Linked DNA regions of Mus musculus: all the other regions are linked to region 3. The links are chromatin contacts, called in public Hi-C maps. All regions are on one chromosome and are shown on one strand. The core of a region is the stretch at or near the end of the contact, and the rest is flanking DNA. Distances in the headings are between cores, read along the strand shown. Region 1 overlaps Wwox (WW domain-containing oxidoreductase). Region 2 overlaps Wwox (WW domain-containing oxidoreductase). Region 3 overlaps Gm31037 (a long non-coding RNA gene).

Region 1 (3,248 bases), core at 115-2,614, 1.1 Mb before region 3:
TTTTTTTTTTTTTTTCCGACTCCCCCAAGTACAATAGGCCAGGCACATTTCACACAAGGCAGCTTCCCGCCCCAATCTCCAGAACTTCAAAGTTAAAAGATCTTTAAAAATAAATAAATAAATAACCAACACAGGTCTTATTTTTGAAAGCTCTGGATTGTAAATGAAGTCTAATTATCTACCTTCCCCGTGGCTGGAGGGAGGAGGCAGACAGAATATTCTGCCCTTCTCTTTGTATTATTTCCTTCTAAATGAACACACTTGCCAAGTGTTCAAGGCGACTTCTGCCACTACTGCACCTTATCTAAGTAGCCTGCTTTCTAGAAGGAAGGCAGGCAGCATCCTGCCAGGCAGACCCTTGTCCAGTGACTTTCCTATCAGCCCTGTTCTGGATAAGAGCAGCATAAATAAGCTCACACACACACACACACACACACATACACACACACACACACACACACACACACACACACACACACACACACACACTCCTTTCCCTGGAAAATCATCTTCTCTTTTTAAGGATCTGGGATGGGGGGTTTAGCTCAGAAGCCAGTGAATGTGAGCATTAATATCCAAGCCCAGAGAATCACTGCCTGACAGTGTTGCCTGACAGTGGCTTGCCTAAAAAGAGCAGGCTTCTTTCTCATTCCTGCCTAGGGAAGTTGGCGGGTCCTGCGGTCAGCAACACCCTCCTTCCCAGTCCTGGACGTGCCTTCCAGATCTTGCTAGCACACACACACAGCATGTAGACTGAAGGCTGGAAGGCGCCCCAAACATTTGGCCAGGAAGAGGCAAACAATTCCAGCTGGCCCACGTGCTGCGCTTTAAAAATTACCCAGATGAACTGATTTTGTAAAGAGCGGGTGGAGGGGACTCCAGGGCTGGGGGGGGGGTGTGGAGGGGACTCCAGGGCTCTGGGGGGTGTGGGGGGGTGTGGGGGATCAGGGTGCCGATTCAGCCTCTACTTAGTCACAAGCAAGTCATGATTCTGAGACAGGCAAGGGTTGGCTCTGCAGAGCACATTGCCTTGGCTGAATGCAAGAGACAAGAGATGATCTGGTAGGAAGGTTTACCACCTTGGCCTGGCCCCTTCCAGACCCCTCACACCACAGGGTCTGCTTGAGGATGACGTTGGTTTGCCAAAGAGGTATGTCTTCGCCAACAGCTGCCTCCCAGAGCCAGAAACAAGAGGTTTCGAGTTTGGGTGGGGGGGGGGGGGGCAGGGCTTCTGTGGACGTGAAAAGGCTGCCTCAGAACTGTAAGGCATCTCTCCAAATGTGCTTGGACTCCCTGCTCTCTCGTTCCCCCACGGACGACTGACAGGCCGCATTCTCTTGGCCCCATGCCCAAGTGAGTTCTTGGCACACATCAACATTGTACATCGCTTTTGCTTCAGAGAAAAGTCGGCTCGGTGACTTAGCCGCTCTGTCGAGCCGGAAGTCTCGCTCCTGTGCTCCTAAAATTTCATATTAACCTGAGAAAGAGAAGAAGAAAAAAATGAAAGGGAATCTTTCACTCTTTTTTTATTTTACTCTGTCCAGTCCTCAGAGGTGGGCGCTCAGAATCTCCCCAGTCCTACCCACCTACTGGAATACCCTGTGACCGGCAAGGGACCGTGTGTCTCACTGCCACACCTGTCCAGTTCCAGCAATGTCACGTTCACCAGCTGGCTCCTGTTAGAAGGTTGAAGCTGATTAATTATAACTTACCAGAGGCCTGTTCTACAGTAAGACTCGGGCCCTGTCTGTTCTGTACCACTGTGGAACACACAGGAGAAGCAAGATTCTTCTAACGAAGACAAGGTGATCTCAGATGAAGAGGTCAGCCCAGATAGCATTGCTTGCTACCTGTCCACCCAACCATGAGCAAATGTGTAGGCTGGACCAGCCCGTGTTCTGATAGAAGAGAACACTAGCGATTTCTCTGTGTGCTGCTCTGTTTAAAGGAACAAGTAACGGTAATAATATCTGAATATAAATTAATTTTGAAAGGATTGGGGAGGTGGCTCAGCAGGTAAATTGTTTGCTGAATAAGCATGAGAACCTGAGGTCAGATCTCCAGAACCCACTTAAGAAGGCTGAGCACTTGGCTCCAGCTGAGGAAACCTAGGTAGAGATAGAGACAGATCCTAGGGTCCCTGGCAGCCAACTGAGCTGAAATGGCGCATACTGAATCAAAGGGGTAGGGGAAGGCATGTATAGAGAGTAGTAGAGGAAGACATCTAATGTTGACTCTGTGGGGAATTGGTGTGAACATCACGTGCACACGCATACATATACACACTACAAATGCACACAAATATAAAACCGTACTGAAGAAAAAGCAAAGACGGGAGAGGTGGCTCAGCATCAAGAGTGCTCATTGCTCTTCTTTTAAATGACCCACGTTTGCTTTCCAGCTCCCGTAGTAGGCAGCACATAACCACCTGTAACTCTAGCTCCAAGAACTCTGACATGCTCCTCTGGCCTCTGCAGGCAGCTACATACCCATCGCGCGCATGCACGCACACACGCACACTCTCGAGTGCACACACACACTCACACACAAATTTTGGCCAAGCCACTATAGATCTAATTTTAAATGCAAAGTCTGAGTTATGCCCAGGAACCACGGATATTTATTTAGAGCAACTGACCATCGTGGGGGGGGGGGGGGCACAGATACAACTGGCAAAGGCAACCAACAGGCCCCGTCTCGGACAAGTGCCAGGGTACTCTGGTTCCCGTCTTGTAGATGTGTCCCAGCTGCACCCTCTCCTGGGAGTGCTTTGGAAGATGGCTAGTGTGCTCAGCTCATTAAATCTGTGTGTCTCTGATGTGAGGTTTTGCAGATCCCTGCAAACAAGCCCCCAGCGGGTCACATCGGGTCCCTTATCCTTGAGGAAACAGGCACATGGCATCTGTGTTTCAGTGGACATCCTATCTGGGGCTGCACCAGCATCCTGCCGTGGTCCTGTCCCTCCCTAGTCAAGCCTGCACAAATGATGTCTCCTGATACTGCATGTGGAAAGCATGCAGAAACCGCATGTGGTGTCATGGAATTGAGACATGATGCACGGAGGTGATGGCGGAGGAGGCGGCTGCTGCTGCTGCTGCTGCTGCTCCTGCTGCTGCTCCTCCTCCTCCTCCTCCTCTTCTTCTTCCTCCTCCTCTGTGGGCTGCCTAGAGAGAGAGAGAGCAGTCTCAGCTTGATGAATCAATATTGTTTTTGCCTTTGTAATGATAGCAAATAATTCACAAGAAGAT
Region 2 (3,170 bases), core at 623-3,122, 1.4 Mb before region 3:
CAGACACTCGCCCTGCAGCCATTTCTGCAGCGGATGCTCGGGCCCGGAATGAGTCCTTATACTAAGTTGGTGTTCCCTAGCTTTGTGCTTTACAGGTCCTCCCGAGGATGGCACCGGAGCTCTGCATTGGCCCCGGGATCATCTTTTTGATCGCTTTGAATAACTGGTAGGCATTGACTGGTCTTTAGTTTGGAAAGATTTTTTTCCCACCTTTTGGTTAGAAGTCAGATAGTACCATCATGTAGCCAAAACAAACCAAACAACACCCCTCCCCCCAAAACAAAACAAAACAAAAAACAAAAACCAAATCCAATGAGGCTGTCTGGTTATTGTTTCTGTAGCCTGGGAGCAGAAAAAGATATCACAGACAGGGACTGGAGGGACTTGAACCGTTAGCCCTTGTATGACTCAGATCACAGTTGTTTCATTAGGACCCTCGCTCATGAAACTCCTGGTTTGCAGGGCTGTCTGCTGTATTAAGACTAAGTGTCCAGGTTTGCAGCCCCTCTCCTCTGGAATACGCGAGAATGAGTCAATGCTGGCGTGTGATTTTATCAGCACCCAGAGGGTCAGCACCTTGACTGGAGGCTCTTGGGACATAGAAGGAAGAAAACTAGTGGAATGACAGTTAACTTGTTCAGTGACCTAGGGCAGGCCACTTTAGTATTTTAAATATAAGGCTCTTCATTTGTAAAATGTAGAGACTCTCTGTCTCTTAAAACATTTCGAAGTTACATTTATTTGTGTGTGTGTGTGAGAGAGAGTGTATGTGTGTGTGTGTGTGTGTGTGTGTGTGTGTGTGTGTGTGAGAGAGTGTGTGTGTGTGTGTGTGTGTGTGTGAGTGTGTGTGTGTGTGTGTGTGTGTGTGTCTGTGTGTGTGTATGTGTGTGTGTGTAAGGATAACTTTAACAGTCTCTTCTCTTTCTACTGTATGGGTCTCTGGGATCCAGCTGTGGTCATCAGGCACAATGGTGAGCGCTCTCACTTCCTGAGCCGTCTCAGTGACCCCCACATTGGCCTGTTACACATGGGGTTGCGTAGGCTCGGCTGACTTTGAGTGCAGAGACCTAAGCACATGCTACCATTCCCAGCTCTGTGTCTGTTGTGCATGGACCAATTAATGGATGGAAGCATGATAAGGCAGAGTCCCTTAGGATCAGGGTGCTTACGGCTGTGTGTGGAGGAAAATAACCTCTCAGCTGTAGGAAAGAGCCCTGAAGGTTAGAAGAGAAGGGAGAGTGTTTTCATTCCTTCCGTAGATGGAACATTCTAGGCCACTCTTGATAGCTTTTTCACTAGGGCTGCTGAGGTTGCTTCAGGCCTAGGCCCCAGTGTTCAGAAAGGGAGCCAGATGTTGAGGGACTAGACTATGTGATGTACAGCTGGTTTGGTGGCCACATAATGCCAGTGGGCTCAGCGGCCCACTAGCCCTTTCGGCCTGAGAGAGTGAGACTAGGTGTATCAGCAAGCTCTGGGTTTGACTGAGAGTCCCTGCCTCAGTGAGTATGGTAGATCGATGGGGGTGTTTCCTGATAGTGACCAAGGACCTACACACACACACACACTCTCTCTCTCTCTCTCTCACACACACACATGTGCCCACATTTATGCAAATATACACATATACTTGTGCACCATACATACACACTTAAAAATGGGAAGAGAACAAAAACAAACAAAAGGGCCTCTCACTGTTAGCCACTCGTGTCCTCAAGGATGACCCTCCCAAACTTTTGCATTCCCCCTCCCCCGCAAGCCCCCCCCCCCATCTTGTCCTCTAACTGCATTGCGCTCTCTTATGTGTGGCCGGCCGTGATGTAGAGTAACCAGCTGTACTCTCTCAGCTCGGCAGCTGGGTTTAAGAAGCTCGTCTCGGCCGAGAGATCATCAGTGTATTCAAAGAAAGAAACAAAACAGGACCAAACAAACCCCATGCCATTACAGCTTTATCTGTTAGTGAAGACATTTCCCTTCCGAGTTCATGTACGGTTACCAAACTGAGTATCGGGTACATCGGGGAGCGCTGTAACACATCCATTCCAAGAGACGTCTCAGCCAGGAGCCAAGTCAGATTTTTGGCAAGAGACACCATCTTTTCTGCCTGCAGAGCTGATGTCTACGTGCACGAGACTCCTTTTTCACCAAGTGTAATTGCTGCTTGGCCAGCGTCCCCTGCCTCTTGTCCTTCCTTTGTATTTTTCTCTCGGTCAGGGATGGAGCCAGTTAACACTTGTGCGTCATCGCCAGGCACTCTGAGACCGACTAACCAGACTGTACACGTATACGCCATATCTGTCGCATGGTCCTTCCCTATTTATTTAGTATTCATTTCCTGTCACTGCAGTGAAAGAGTATCATGTACCCACTGGCTTAAAACAAACTAGGTTTCTGCACCTCAGATAACAGAGGTCAGAAGTTAAGTTCGTCTCACTGGGCTAAAGTCAAGGTGCTAGCAGGGCTGGTCCTTCTGGAGGCTTTGGGGTGGGGGTTGGGGTACCCATTTCCTTCTCTTTCCTAAAGCTCCTAGCGGCTGCCTGTGTCCCTTGGTTCATAGCCCTATCCTCCACCCTCTAACTTTCCAGTACATTGCTCCAGCTACCTTTTCTCCCAGAGTGGTCTAGCTATTCAGTGCCTCCATCTATCAGCTATTGTGATTATATCCAGTATTTCTCCTCTCCCTCCATAATCCAAGACCATCCTTCCTCCATTTTAAGACCCTTCATTTGACCCCATTGCCAAAATCCACTTTGCTGTGTCAGGTGACAATCCTAGAGATCAGGATGTCAACATCCTCCGAGGAGGGACATTACTGTACCTGGACAATAATGTATTAATGCGTTGTCCCAGAACCTTAGCATCAGATTATCAGGTACACTTCTTGTCCTGGCAACAAATCCTGGTAGAAGTGATTCTAGGCTCAGGGTTCTAGAAGGTACAGTTCACCATAGTGGGGAAGGCTCGGGGACTGAAGAGCTTGCCGTATGCCTTGTTTACATCTCGATGGATCAGGAAACTGACCTGCTGGAAGTGCAGTCGGATTCTGGTCCTCAAGGCCTGCCCCTCAGGGCTGACCTGTCTTCTGTCAGCAAGATCCTATGTCCAAAGGGCTCTGTAACCTCTCAAAACAGAATCACCAGCTGGGAGCCAGGTGTTCAGCCACCTGTCTGTGG
Region 3 (3,312 bases), core at 388-2,887:
GGGGTTCTCAGGAAAGACAGGCAGTATGATGGAGATGGTCCAGAGTCTCCCCACAGGAGGCTCTAGCCACTAGGGATGGAAAGGAAGGTAGGATTCTGACAGCAGATGAAGATAGTGCTTAGAAAGAACCTCTGGAGCCTTATTCTGGGTGAGGATCAATATTTGTGAGCCCAGGTGAGCAAAGATGGTGCATTCAATTTACTACAGAGATTCCCAGATGAATTCAAGACACGGACAAGGGGTGGGGAGAGAGAGAGAGAAGAAAGAAAGGAGGTAGGGAAGGAAGGAAGAAAGGAAAAGAGGAAGAGAGGAGAGAAAGAAGGAAGAAAAGAGGAGTAGAAAGAAAGGAAAGAAGGGATGGAGGGAGGAAGTGAGGAAAAAGTAAAAGGAAAGAGAGAACAAAAGAGGAAGGAGGAAGAGGAAAATGAGGGAGACAGTAAAAAAGGAGGAAAAGGAGGGGATAAGGAGATAAAGTAGAGAAGGGAGGGAAATAAGGAAGGGAGAAACGGAGGCTAGAAATGGAGGAAAGAGAAAGAAAGAAAGAGAGAGAGAGAGAAAGAAAGAAAGAAAGAAAGAGAGAGAGAGAGAGAGAAAGGGAGAAAGAAAGAAGGGGAGAGCCTGGCAGTGGTGGCACATGCCTTTAATCCCAGCACTCGGGAGGCTGAGGCAGGTGGATTTCTGAGTTCGAGGCCAGCCTGGTCTACAGAGTGAGTTCCAGGACCATCAGGGCTACACAGAGAAACTGTGACTTGAAAAACCAAAACCAAAACAACAACAAAAAGAAAAAAGAAAAGGAAAGGAAAGGAAAAGAAAAAGAAAAAAAAAGAAAAAGAAAAAGGAAAAGGAAAAGAAAAAGAAAAAGAAAAAGAAAAAGAAAGGGGTGGGGGGAGAAAGAAAGGAAGAAAGGGAAGGAGGCTCATTTGAGGCTATTTTGGCTGCCTGTCTAGACACAATGATGTGAGCATTCAGAGCTGCCTGGAGCCATACATGACAGAACCAGGGGCTAGATGTCTGGCATCTGCTCAGCTGAGGAGTAAGTAGAACAATGCCACAGAAAGAACTGAGGCCTAAAGACCTTCCCAGCAACCCCAGGGAAGGAAAGAAGTCATACAATAGCGCGTACAGCCTGGAAGAGCTACTCAGAGGGTCAACGTTTCTGTCAGCGGTCTCTCTCCACTTGTGGTCAACCAGAAATCTATTTTTCAAAATTCCTATCTATCTCTCTTCTATTACATGGTGTAAAGAACACCAAACATCACCACAAAGTGTGGTTATTTTTTTTTTTAATCTTTAATGCTAAGCTTCACAATGCACATGACATTAACTGTTGGGGGCAGCAGCAGTTTCCAAGAAGTTGATGGTCACCCCCAAAGTAGCAGAAGCTGGAGTTCAAGGGAAGGTCCTCGTGACCTCTTATTGGGAGAGATGCCATAGATACTGACGATGTTGTAAACAGACAAGACAAACTACAACATTAAAATACTCAGCAGATCTGGACGGGAAAGGCAGATCAAGTGTCCCATGAGAGAACGTTACAGGCTTGCGAGGTGGATTTGCCATTCGACTACCTCTCTCATGGGTCCAACTGAGCTAGCACAGTGCGCTCAGGCCCATGTTTATCTGGAGCAGCAGAAGAAAGGCAGCTGGTCTGAATTAAGTTCTGCCTTCTGAGGCCCTTGTGCATAGAGTGGGAGTCAGGGGTGGGGACAGCATGGGCGGCAAGCCCAGGACTTGTGGAGATGGGGCATATGGCCACAGTGCGTCATTATAGAGCGGGGTCACAATGTGTTGGCAAAGCCACTGAACTTAAACAATAATAGTGTGAGACACATCAAGAATAAAGCTCAGGCTTAGGGATTGCTGGTAGATCTTGAAGAATATAGAAAAATCAAATCTTGGAATAATTTTCATGGCTTTGGAGCACAGAATGCTATCATCCTGTCTGAGGAAAACATTGAGCATGGCCCTTTATATGCATCTATAGACCAAGATGGGTCCTAGGCAAATGAGCTGAGAGAATCTATGAAGTGGAATATGAGTACTAGAAATTTGTGAACTTCAACAGTGGTTTTGTCTGAGCCCCAGCCATTTCTGTAGTTAATCATCCAGGAAAGCAGGGACTGGCACTCTCGCTTCTATCCAGCGACACTGAGATGCTGAGCCTGTGAACCGCTTTTATCCTTGTTAATAGGAACAAGTGCCTATTTAAAGGTCTGAACCAGAGGTAGGTGATCAGACCAGTGATGATCTGACCTTGGGGAGACAGTATCAAAGAAACCGAATTCTACTCTAAACCCATAAGTTGATCATCTTCAAAAAGAACACGCAGTGGCTCAGACGCTGACGATCATCCGGTGGCAGATAACAGCGTTCTGACAACCTTCTTAGGAGTGATGTGTAAAAAAAAAAGTTAAAGATGGGGGAGGACAGTAGTCTATCATCCTGGGATAGTGTTCATGACAGAGAGGGGAAGTTGACCTTAGACTTGGATGCAAAGAATATAGCTTAATCCAATGGTAACCATAGACAAGGACTATGGAACTCAGGCACTCACTGAGACCATATCCTGAAAAGAGAGGCTTTTCAACCCACAGGAAAGAGTGCACATCAAGAGTGCTCTGTGATGATCTCACCAGAAAGAGGATCAGATTTAGCTGTCAATGTTAGATTCTGGATTTATTTTATTGGGACCCCAAATACAGATGCATCTTTCTAAAACCCAAATTAAACTGGACAACCAACTTCAGTAACACATATCAAGTACATGAAGAATTGTGAGAATTGTGTTCATGTGTGGATATTCATGTGCTCTCTCTCTCTCTCTCTCTCTCTCTCTCTGTGTGTGTGTGTGTGTGTGTGTGTGTGTGTCTTTGTCTGTGTCTGTGTCTGTGTCTGTGTCTGTGTCTGTGTCTGTGTAACTACATGTACATGTATGTGTATGGTGCTCTGAGGCCAACCTTGTGTATTCAACTTCTAGAGCTGTCCCTCTTGATTTTTTTTCTGAGATAATGTTTCTCCTTAGAATTAAGGAACCATCTTGGGGAGAAGACGTTGAAGGGCAGGGGGCCATCTTTCAAAACTGACCCCAACCTCTAGCATTGTCATCTTAATATCAACCTAAAGAGGGTAGACTGAGTTCCCGAGAAAGCCTAGGAGAATGGAACTGATAGCATAGCCAGGGAGGATGCTGCAGAAATTATCATATGCTAATACGAAAGGGTGGGCTGAGGCTGCCAAGACAGAGGAGAGCATCCTCCTACTCAGTCTCTAGCTTGGGGTCTCAGATAGACTTACAGTTAGTGTAACAATGAT

The links. A called contact is a pair of places that touch in the nucleus more often than the background predicts.
Region 1: a Hi-C map of uterus shows a contact between it and region 3. The contact joins two enhancer-like sites. A contact is called at or near these places in 3 of 484 Hi-C or Micro-C datasets (adipose-derived mesenchymal stem cells, bone marrow-derived macrophages and uterus).
Region 2: a Hi-C map of uterus shows a contact between it and region 3, with 2.7 times the contacts expected there. The contact joins two enhancer-like sites. A contact is called at or near these places in 1 of 15 datasets of contacts at CTCF or cohesin (the NIH/3T3 cell line), 1 of 484 Hi-C or Micro-C datasets (uterus), 2 of 115 datasets of contacts at active chromatin or transcription factors (astrocytes and fibro-adipogenic progenitors) and 1 of 9 other capture datasets (embryonic stem cells).

The regions. Positions count from the first base shown.
Region 1 is chr8:114,772,942-114,776,189 of GRCm38.p6, forward strand. The region is part of intron 8 of Wwox (WW domain-containing oxidoreductase); the gene reads left to right. Among named protein-coding and RNA genes, the nearest start is that of Gm16118, 66 kb to the left of the region's middle. Within about 2 kb of position 1,365, at least 58 of the 459 cell types and tissues checked have an H3K27ac peak or open chromatin away from gene starts, as enhancers often do. A contact at or near this core is called in uterus, where this site is marked.
Region 2 is chr8:114,456,454-114,459,623 of GRCm38.p6, forward strand. All of the region lies in intron 4 of Wwox (WW domain-containing oxidoreductase), which reads left to right. Among named protein-coding and RNA genes, the nearest start is that of Wwox, 18 kb to the left of the region's middle. Within about 2 kb of position 1,873, at least 14 of the 459 cell types and tissues checked have an H3K27ac peak or open chromatin away from gene starts, as enhancers often do. A contact at or near this core is called in uterus, where this site is marked.
Region 3 is chr8:115,857,949-115,861,260 of GRCm38.p6, forward strand. All of the region lies in intron 1 of Gm31037 (a long non-coding RNA gene), which reads left to right. Among named protein-coding and RNA genes, the nearest start is that of Gm31037, 3.4 kb to the left of the region's middle. Within about 2 kb of position 1,638, at least 5 of the 459 cell types and tissues checked have an H3K27ac peak or open chromatin away from gene starts, as enhancers often do. A contact at or near this core is called in uterus, where this site is marked.